2 separate regions of the Sus scrofa genome follow, and region 1 is linked to region 2. A link is a contact called in public HiChIP or PLAC-seq data. All regions are on one chromosome and are shown on one strand. Each heading gives the region's core, a stretch centred on a gene start, on an enhancer-like site or on the middle of the called end of the contact. The rest is flanking DNA. Distances are from core to core; before and after follow the strand shown.

The links. HiChIP or PLAC-seq counts read pairs in DNA pulled down with a chosen protein or histone mark.
Region 1: a contact with region 2 is called in an H3K27ac HiChIP or PLAC-seq map of alveolar macrophages. The contact joins the promoter of PACS1 here to the promoter of CFL1 in region 2. A contact is called at or near these places in 1 of 5 promoter capture datasets (fetal liver), 1 of 47 Hi-C or Micro-C datasets (embryonic fibroblasts) and 1 of 2 datasets of contacts at active chromatin or transcription factors (alveolar macrophages).

What each region holds. Positions count from the first base shown.
Region 1 is chr2:6,275,879-6,280,544 of Sscrofa11.1, reverse strand. It overlaps PACS1 (phosphofurin acidic cluster sorting protein 1), which reads left to right and starts at 3,236. Exons shown (of 25, transcript XM_021082811.1): 1 at 3,236-3,734. The coding sequence starts at 3,385. SF3B2 (splicing factor 3B subunit 2) reads left to right here. Exons shown (of 22, transcript XM_003122505.4): 20 at 526-625; 21 at 731-916; 22 at 1,255-1,506. The coding sequence ends at 1,326.
Region 2 is chr2:6,469,795-6,474,022 of Sscrofa11.1, reverse strand. CFL1 (cofilin 1) reads right to left here and starts at 2,465. Exons shown (of 4, transcript NM_001004043.1): 1 at 2,385-2,465; 2 at 177-484. The coding sequence starts at 2,387. It overlaps MUS81 (crossover junction endonuclease MUS81), which reads left to right and starts at 3,243. Exons shown (of 16, transcript XM_003122526.5): 1 at 3,243-4,228.

The DNA.
Region 1 (4,666 bases), core at 1,987-4,486, 190 kb after region 2:
GTTTATTCAGACAGTGATTGGAAGCCTGAGGGGGTCTGGAACAAAGGAGCGACAGGATCTGAATTCTCTTTCTCGGTGTCTGTCTGGCTGCTTTGTGGAAATAAATTTTCACTTCTTCCTGGGCGAGGTAGGGAAGAACCCATGGTCTGGGTTGATATTAGATTTGTTTTTGCATTCAAGTAGAATTTTTCTTTTCTTTTTTCTTTGGCTGCACTTTTGGTTATGCAGAAGTTTCCAGAGTTCCCAGGCCAGGGATTGAACCTGCACCACAGCAGTGACAACGTCGGCTCCTCACCCCACGAGGCCGCTGGGGAACTCCTCAAGTAGGATGCTTGAAATAGGTGGCACTTTTCACTCTCATGGGTCTTTGGGACCTGTAGAGGCAGCGTGGGCACCATTGTTCCCTGGGTGTCTTGGATTTTCTCCAGGAGCTCGGTGGGGGTGCTGCCTGTGTTCCTTTTGTTTTCCCTTCTGGAGACCCTGTCTTCCCTGCCTTTATGGGCCTGACGCCTTTGTCCTTTGCAGAAGTGAGACACCGCAGCTCTTCACTGTGTTGCCGGAGAAGAGAACAGCCACCGTTGGAGGGGCCATGATGGGATCGACCCACATCTATGACATGTCCACGGTGGGCACTCAGAGGACGCTGCTCTGGGGGTTCGGAAAGCGTGGGAGCGAGGGCTTCTCTTGGAGTGTCTCTTTGGAGGTGACAGGGCTCTGATTCCTTTTCCAGGTTATGAGCCGGAAGGGCCCAGCCCCCGAGCTGCAAGGTGTGGAAGTGGCCCTGGCACCCGAAGAGTTGGAGCTGGATCCCATGGCCATGACCCAGAAGTATGAGGAGCACGTGCGGGAGCAGCAGGCCCAAGTGGAGAAAGAGGACTTCAGCGACATGGTGGCTGAGCATGCTGCCAAGCAGAAGGTGGGCGCTCACTCCCCGGGAGGCTGGCTATGGGAGCGCCAGGGAGCAGGGCCTCCTTTGTCAGCGCAGTGGTGTCCTCTAGTGGTGAGGGAGCGAGAGGACACACTGCCTGCTGCCCTGAGCTTCCCAGATGCTGGAAACCTTGGAGATCCTCCCTCGGGCCACCCTCTTGAAGGAAGATGCAGCTGAGGTGCAGGGAGGGAGAGGGACTCACTCGGGTTTGAGCATCCAGTCGCAGTGCTTTTTCTGCAGACCTGTGTGCTTGTGTCGGGCACCCTTGTTTGGGGAGCAGCAGGTTGTTTAACCTGTTGTAACCTGTTCCTCTTTCTCTCCTACAGCAAAAGAAACGGAAAGCTCAGCCCCAGGACAGCCGTGGGGGCAGCAAGAAATATAAGGAGTTCAAATTTTAGGTCCCCTCACACGCCCGGCCCTCCTTTAGGCCCTTTGCCGGACACCTGGGCTTCGCACATGGATACCCAAGAGCCAGCTCTCCTGTTACTCCCCAGGGCTTGTCCTTTCAGGTTCATGTTCTTATTTTAGACCTGTTTTGTAAATAAAGCTGTTTCCCAAGGAAAGAGATGAACATTTAACGCTCCTGATCCTCCTCTGTCTTCTTTTAGTGCCTTCCTGCCAAAGAATTAACAGGAGTTCCCGTCATGGCTCAGTGGTAATGAACCTGATCAGTATCCATGAGGATGCGGGTTCCATCCCTGTCCTTGCTCAGTGGGTCAAGGATCCGGCGTTGCCGTGAGCTATGGTGTAGGTCACGGATGTGGCTTGGATTCTGAGTGGCTGTGGCTGTGGCTGTAGCTGGCAGCTGTAGCTCTGATTCCACCCCTAGCCTGGGAATCGCCATATGCCATGGGTGTGGTCCTGGAAAAAAAAAAAAAAATCATTTTCTACAACAAGTTGCTCCAGTGATGACGGGGCAGGCACCGGATCAGGTGTGGCAGTTGAGACTGGTGCTGAAGCTAAATCTGAGATTGTGTGTTTTACCACTGCCTGCTTTGTAGGAAGGCTCTGGGGGAAGGACTTTTAGGTCTGGTTTGACCTTACCACTGTGTCCTTGGGGACTAAAAATAGCCAGCTTAGCGCCCTGGCTGGGCTGAGGAAGCCCAGTGGGCTCGGGAAGTAGGCCAGGTCGGGCCTTCCTGATAGACCCTGTGGCCAAGGAGGTCTAAGTCCTTACCTGGGAGAGAAGACAGCCCACAATCTAGATTTTCCTGAGCACGTGTGAGCCCCTGGGTGGTTTTGTCAGTCAGTCTCCAGGTTTTGGTGGGGGCCGGGGTAGTGGTGGGGGGACTAACATTCCCAGGTTTTAGGGCCCCTGTCCTGAGAAGTCTTTCTGACAGGCTAGACTAAATTGGAACAGTGGGTCCACCAGGCATTTGGCAAGTGCTGGTGGGAGAGAGTCACTCTGCCACTGCACCAGAGGTGTTGCGGAGCTGGAGGCTTCATGACAGTTTCAGGAGTGGGGAGTGTGGGTGACTCCGGGGAGGATGAGGCAGTTGAGCAAGGCCTTTTTAGAAATTTAGTAAGTGATGAAGCAGAAACACATTCCAAGTAAAGGAAATTGAGGGCAGAGATGGGGGCTTGGGACTCTAAATGGTTCTTTGAGGGAGGGGGACATTAGGGACAGAAAAGAAAGGGCTGGCTCCAGATGGATCAGAACTTTATAATTCACCCTTGCCAAGGCCTTTTGGACTGGGTCCTTGAGCCCCTGCCCACACTGGGGAGAAGCAGGGGGGCGGAAACTGCCCGGCACGCAGGCGGCCAGCCGGCCCCCGGGTCTCCATCGCTCCCTTGCTGGTCGTGGCGAAGAAGCCTCGGGGCTGCAGGGCCGGGGTCAGGTCGGCGGTCACTAGACGGGCTTGGGTGGGCGGCGGGTTCAGCTTCAGGTCCACAGACCCAAGGGGATGAAGCGCGCCCCCGCGGCAGCGCCCTCCCGGCCGGGGCCGCGCCCCGGAAAAGCGGGGTTTCCGCTGGCTCAGCTGCCGCCGCCAACGCCAAAAGGGCCGCGGGGTAGGGGAGAGGGGTCGGCTGGCTGCCGCCGGGCCGCGAATTCAAAAAGACGTGCCGTTTGTGGGCCCCAGCCTCCCGCCCTCCTCCAGAGGAGCGAGGGGCGCGCGCTCCTGGGCCCGCCGGGGGCGCGGGCGCGAGCGCGGCCCCGCCCCTCGGCGCTGGGTGGGGCCGGCGCGGGCCAGGGCTCCCCGCCCCCCGCCCCGGACACGCCCACCCAGTGTCTCGGCGGCGCGAGCCGCAACAGGCAGCGGCGGGCGAGCGCGAGGACCGCGCGCCGCGAGGCCCCGCGCGTGCGTGCAGCCTCTCGCTCGCGCGCTCGGGCGGGCCGAGCAGACGAGTCGAGCCCCCGCCGCCGCCGCCGCCGCCGCCGCGGGAGAAGCCTGGGCGTCCGCTCGGCGTCACCTCGATCCCCGTAACCCCCGCGCCTCCCCACCTCCGGCCGGGCCATGGCGGAACGCGGAGGGGCGGGCGGTGGTCCCGGAGGCGCCGGGGGCGGCAGCGGCCAGCGGGGCTCTGGGGTCGCCCAGTCCCCGCCGCAGCAGCCGCCGCAGCAGCAGCCAGCGCCGCAGCAGCCGACGCCCCCCAAGCTGGCCCAGGCCACCTCGTCGTCCTCGTCCACCTCGGCAGCGGCCGCCTCCTCCTCGTCCTCGTCCACCTCCACCTCCATGGCCGTCGCGGTGGCCTCGGGCTCCGCGCCCGCCGGCGGCCCGGGGCCAGGCCGCACCCCCGCCCCCGTGCAGATGAACCTGTACGCCACCTGGGAGGTGGACCGGAGCTCGTCCAGCTGCGTGCCCAGGTGAGCAGCGGGCGGGGTGGGGGGACCCGGCCCTCGGGGGCCGCCCAGCAGAGTCTGTGACAGGCCCCCCCGCCTTCTCATTCCTCCCCGTCCCATCGCCCAAGGGGACGCCCCGACCCTAGATTCCCCAGGCTGCTTGGCTGTCGGGCCTGGCTGCTGCCCAGCCTCTGGGGACGCCTCCTGCGGGGACCCCGCCCTCTGCTGGCATCCCCACCTTCTGTCTGGGGCCGGGACCACCCTCTTCCCTTCCCTGAGCCGGGCCTTGTGGACTCTCAGCTCTGGGCCTTCTCTCGTTGATCTGACCGAACCCGGCCTTCCTGACAGTCAGTTTCCCGGCGTTAAGTCACAGACTCTTCCCAGCCTCGCCAGCGCCCGTGGGTTGTACATATGTTACACAGATGTGGTACAGATCTCTAGATATTATTATTTCCCAACATACTCAGCATGTGCCAAACTCGGTTGTCACCCTCTGCCAGGTAAAGCCCATATAGGAACCCTTGGGGCTTCTAATTTGTCTTCAACACCCGGGTTTATTTGTACTTCCAATTACACACATTCTGTGCCGGTCTCTATGGTCTTGTAAAACTCTTATTTAGTGTGTCTTCAAGTGTATTTTTCATCCCTTTCTCCCCTCCAGTAACTGGTCACAAATTCTTCTAGCCCTGCAGGGCGACATAAAATTACTGCCTTGTTCCTAAATTCAGTCCATTCCTCTGTCTGTTGGAACCGTCTGGGGGACTTTCCTTCCATTGGTGAAATATGCCCGAGTTTGGGATATTTTCTGTTTCTGTACCGGCAAGGCTGTCTCTCTCCAACTCTTTGGGGACAGTGTGCAGTGTCTTACAGTTTGCCCCTTGGGTAGACACTGTGAAGCTGGTTCCACCGGGAAGCACAGGGAAGTGCCTGGAGGTGGTCTTTCTTGTCACCTCTAA
Region 2 (4,228 bases), core at 1,216-3,715:
CCAGACACGCGAAGCACTGGCGCTTTCACCAACTTCCTCCCTGACTGGCGTTTTCGCACAACGCTGTCCCTCCACACATACCCCTCGGGGTTAACCAGCAGCCAAGGGCGGCCCTCCCCAGCCTGAGAGCGCCGGGCAGGGCAGAGCCGGGGCAGGTGCCCGCAGGAGGAGCTCACCAGAAGATGAACACCAGGTCCTCCTTCTTGCTCTCCTTGGTCTCGTAGGTGGCGTCATAGAGGGCGTAGCGGCAGTCCTTGTCCGGCAGCATCTTGACAAAGGTGGCATAGGGGTCGTCTACAGTCTGGCCCACGTCACCCACGAGGATCTCCTTGCCCTCCTCCAGGATGATGTTCTTCTTGTCCTCGCTCAGGCAGAAGAGCACCGCCTTCTTGCGCTTCTTCACCTCCTCCGGTGTCGAGGACTTACGCACCTTCATGTCATTGAACACTTTGATGACCCCGTCAGAGACAGCCACACCGGAGGCCTAGAGGACGGGCCGCATGTACCTCATAAGGAAGAGGTTTCTGGGAAGTGCCCTGAAGTCCCTCCTCCGCTTTCTGGGGAGATCTGTCTAGACGCCACGGGGTGTAGTCCTTACTCCCAAGAGGTCATGAATCCCCTCCCCAAGACAAGTGTCTCTATCTCCCCACCCCAGTTCCTGTCCAAGGACCAGATGTCACACAACCCCAGAATGGCAACCGTGAGAGACACATCTGGTCAAGTAACTCAGTATCCTTCCTTCCCAGCCTGACATCCTGCAGGCTAGAGTCTGAAGACCTGCGAGCAGCAGAGCCTTGGCCCAGATGGGAGCCCAGAATTGAAAGAACCTACAGAACTGACTACTGGCTCGTTTCCTACTCACATCCTCAATCTCGGCTTTTGCCTCCTGTGCTGACTCAGAACTTCACGGAGGTGGAAGAGGACCCAGACACCCAGGCTACAGTCACTTCTGAGAACCAGGACCCCATAATGCTACATGGGACACCAGCGGTGCTCAACTGTTCTAACAAGTCCATCAGAACTGTCCCATGCGGTGACTACACAAGCTGTCCTATCCTCCGCTGGGGTCTTCCTAAACCCAAGCAAGAACCACAAACGCCTAATTAAGGCCCTACCCAACAACTCCCTGTTCCCCAGAATATATGCAGGCCCCAAAAGTCACTGATCTAAGTTAGCACTCCAAACACCTTGGCCCTTGAGAGCTCTTTAAACTTTTCTGGGTCGTGCTGGGGCCCAACCTAGCCGGGAGAGAGTGACTGTCCAAGGTAAAAACCTGCCCCCGCTCCCGGAACTGCAGAGGAAGCTGGCCACGTGATTGAGCCGCTTCCGGAGTAGGCGGAGAAGAGATCGGCTAGACTCAGACCCCTCCCCGAGAAAAACCGGTACACAGATGCAGAGACACCTCTAGACTCTCAACCCCAAGGAATCGCCTTTACCCACCAGCTTACTGGTCCCCTCCGCTGAGGGCCTGGGCACGTTACACAACCTTCGGCCCTCGAAGCCTTCGGGCTGAACAGAGGGGGCGGGGTGGTTTCCGGGCGGTGCCCGCCTGGGTCACTTCCCTAAACTCAGCTCCACCCTCAGGCCCCATCCGGGAAAGCCGACGGCCCCACTTGTCCAGGGATTCGGGCCCGGCGGCCAGGCCTGAGCGAGTGCGCACGCGCCGGCCGACAGCGCCGTTCCATCCCTCGCCGGGAGTACTCGGCGGAGAACCCAGCTCGTCTCGTGGGCTCGCTCCCGAGCGCGGCCGTGGTCGCTGCGGGGTCCGCTGCGCGGGGCAAGCCCCCAATCTCAGGCGCCTGCGCCAAAACCCGGACACCCCCGCATCCCAGCTAGCCGCGCCGCCCCCGCCCCTTGTGGGCATCCCTGCCACCTGCTCTCGAGACAGACCCGCCTGCGAGGGAGGGTGACGCGAAGACAGGAACAGCCCTTGGGTGGGGCGCGCGCGCCGAGAGCGCTCGCGCGCTTTTCCTTCGCCGCCCCCGAGCCAGGTTTGGATGCCGCGTGCTCCCAGCGCGCGCGCGCACCCGCGAACCCATTCGCTTCGGCACCGCCGCGACGCGCGACACCGGCTGCTCCGCGACGGCCGCGCACCCGCGCGCCCTGGACCCCTCCCCCACGGCCAGTGTCCGCGCGGGCGCAACAGCGGAGTGGGGGAGGGGAGGGGAGTCCAGGGGGCGCGCGAGCGACGTCCGAGCCGGCCCTCACCGGCGCCCGCGGGCGCGCACGCGCGTCCCAGCGCCGCCCGCCCCTCAGCACGAGACCCTCATCCAGCCGGGGGATCTGGGGGAGGGGGTGCCGACGTCGCTCCCCCGTTCCCTCCCGCGCACGCAGACAATCGACTCGCAGCCGCCTCCCCTCCCGCGCCGTGGCCTGCCGCTCACCATATTTCCGGAAGCGAAAAGGAGATAGCAAGGAGCCAGAAAAGACAAGAGCCGCTTCAGCTGCTGCCGGGATCCGACTGAACGCGGCCTCTCCCGGCCCCTTCCGTTTAGTATGAGCCGCACAATGAGGGGCGGGGCGGGCTTCCGGCGCTCCTCCTGAAGACCGACGGGAAATGAAGTCCGAGGCTCCTGCGCTGTCCTCGGGCCAGCTGGGTAGCAGAGTCTTTTTCATCTGACAGCGTCTGGTCGTCACGTTGCATACTGGGAAGTGTAGTCCGGGGACAGCTGAGAGGGGCGGGACTACAGCAAGGAGAGCGCGCGGGTTGGTGGAATGCCCCAGGAAACGCTCTGCACAGAGCCAAGGCCTCGGTGCTGGGTGATTTGACCTGAAAATGAGCCTCGATTTCGCGCTTCTTTATCCCGTACCGAAACGGTTTTCCTAAGGTCCATCCTGGCGTTTTTCTGGATCTCTTGGTCTAAAAATTTCCAGTGACTTGGTATTTTGCTTTTGTGAATTGAAGCAACTATTCATTGGTCTGGAATCCAGTCCTAGAGCAAGGAGAATCCCAAGTATAAGGAGACTTCAATCCAGGACACATTCATTAACCATTCTCCATACTCAAAAGACACTCTTGTCTACTGAGGAAAGGCGATGTGCAATTTCAATAAAATAAGAGAAAAAAAACACAAGGAAAGACTACAAAGAAATCTTTGAAAATAGAGCTTTGTACTAGTTTTAAAAGCATTTGGCATATTCATGAGGCAATAAAGGGAGAAGAGCAGGGATTTATGCATTCGAAGATTACCGCCTTTTACTAGGCAGTGAGCAGAGGAAACAGATTTTATTTTATTTTTGCCATTTCTTGGGCTGCTCTCACGGCATATGGAAGTTCCCAGGCTAGGGGGTCGAATCGGAGCTGTAGCTGCCAGCCTATGCCAGAGCCACAGAAAGGCGGGATCCGAGCTGCGTCTGCGACCTACAGCACAGCTCACGGCAATGCCGGATCCTCAACCCACTGAGCAAGGGCTGGGATCGAACCCGCAACCTCATGTTCCTAGTCGGATTCGTTAACCGCTGCTCCACGACGGGAACTCCAGGAAACAGATTTTAAACCAGACTTAAATCTCGTTCTCCAGTTGGTAACCAGGCATATGGTTAATTTAATACCCACAGAAATTAAAACAGAAGCTCTGTGGGAGCATAACCTTCAAAAAACAGACTAGGGTGGGGGACTCCAGGGAGATTTCATTGGCTTTCAACAAAGGCCATAGCCGCTTACTCTGCAGAAGACAGGGTCGCAAACAAGAGAATTGGGGGCATCGATCCCATATGCAGAATAAAGGCTGTAAATGAAGAGCTGGAAGCTTGGTCTTCAGCTGGGGAGCAACACCCGAGACTGGGGTATGTCGCAGAGCATGCCGGGGACTGTAGTCGGGGACGTACCGCTGCATTGCCCCCCCACCGGGAGCATCAGGTGGGGACCGCAGCTCGACCGCCGCCTCCTGCAAGAGACCTTGCTACAAGATGAGATTGGCTCCACCTTTTTGAGCTTCGGAGTTTCCAAGAGCAACGAGGAGGGGGGTGGGAGATTTCGCAGTTACCCTGGAGACGCGCTCCCGCCCGCCCCTAGCTGCGGGATGCCCTAGATGTCCTTATTAGGACAAGAGACTAGAGGGGGCGGGTCCAATCCGAACGCCTGCTGGAGGCTCCTTATAAGGCAGCGTCAGGCGGGAGGCGGGAGTGCGGAGCCGGCCGGGGGGTGCGGGATCGAGGCTGGGCGGAGTCTGAAGGGGCAGGCCTGGAGCTCGGGCGCCCGCCTCTCCACTCCCGAAAGGCCCCAGAC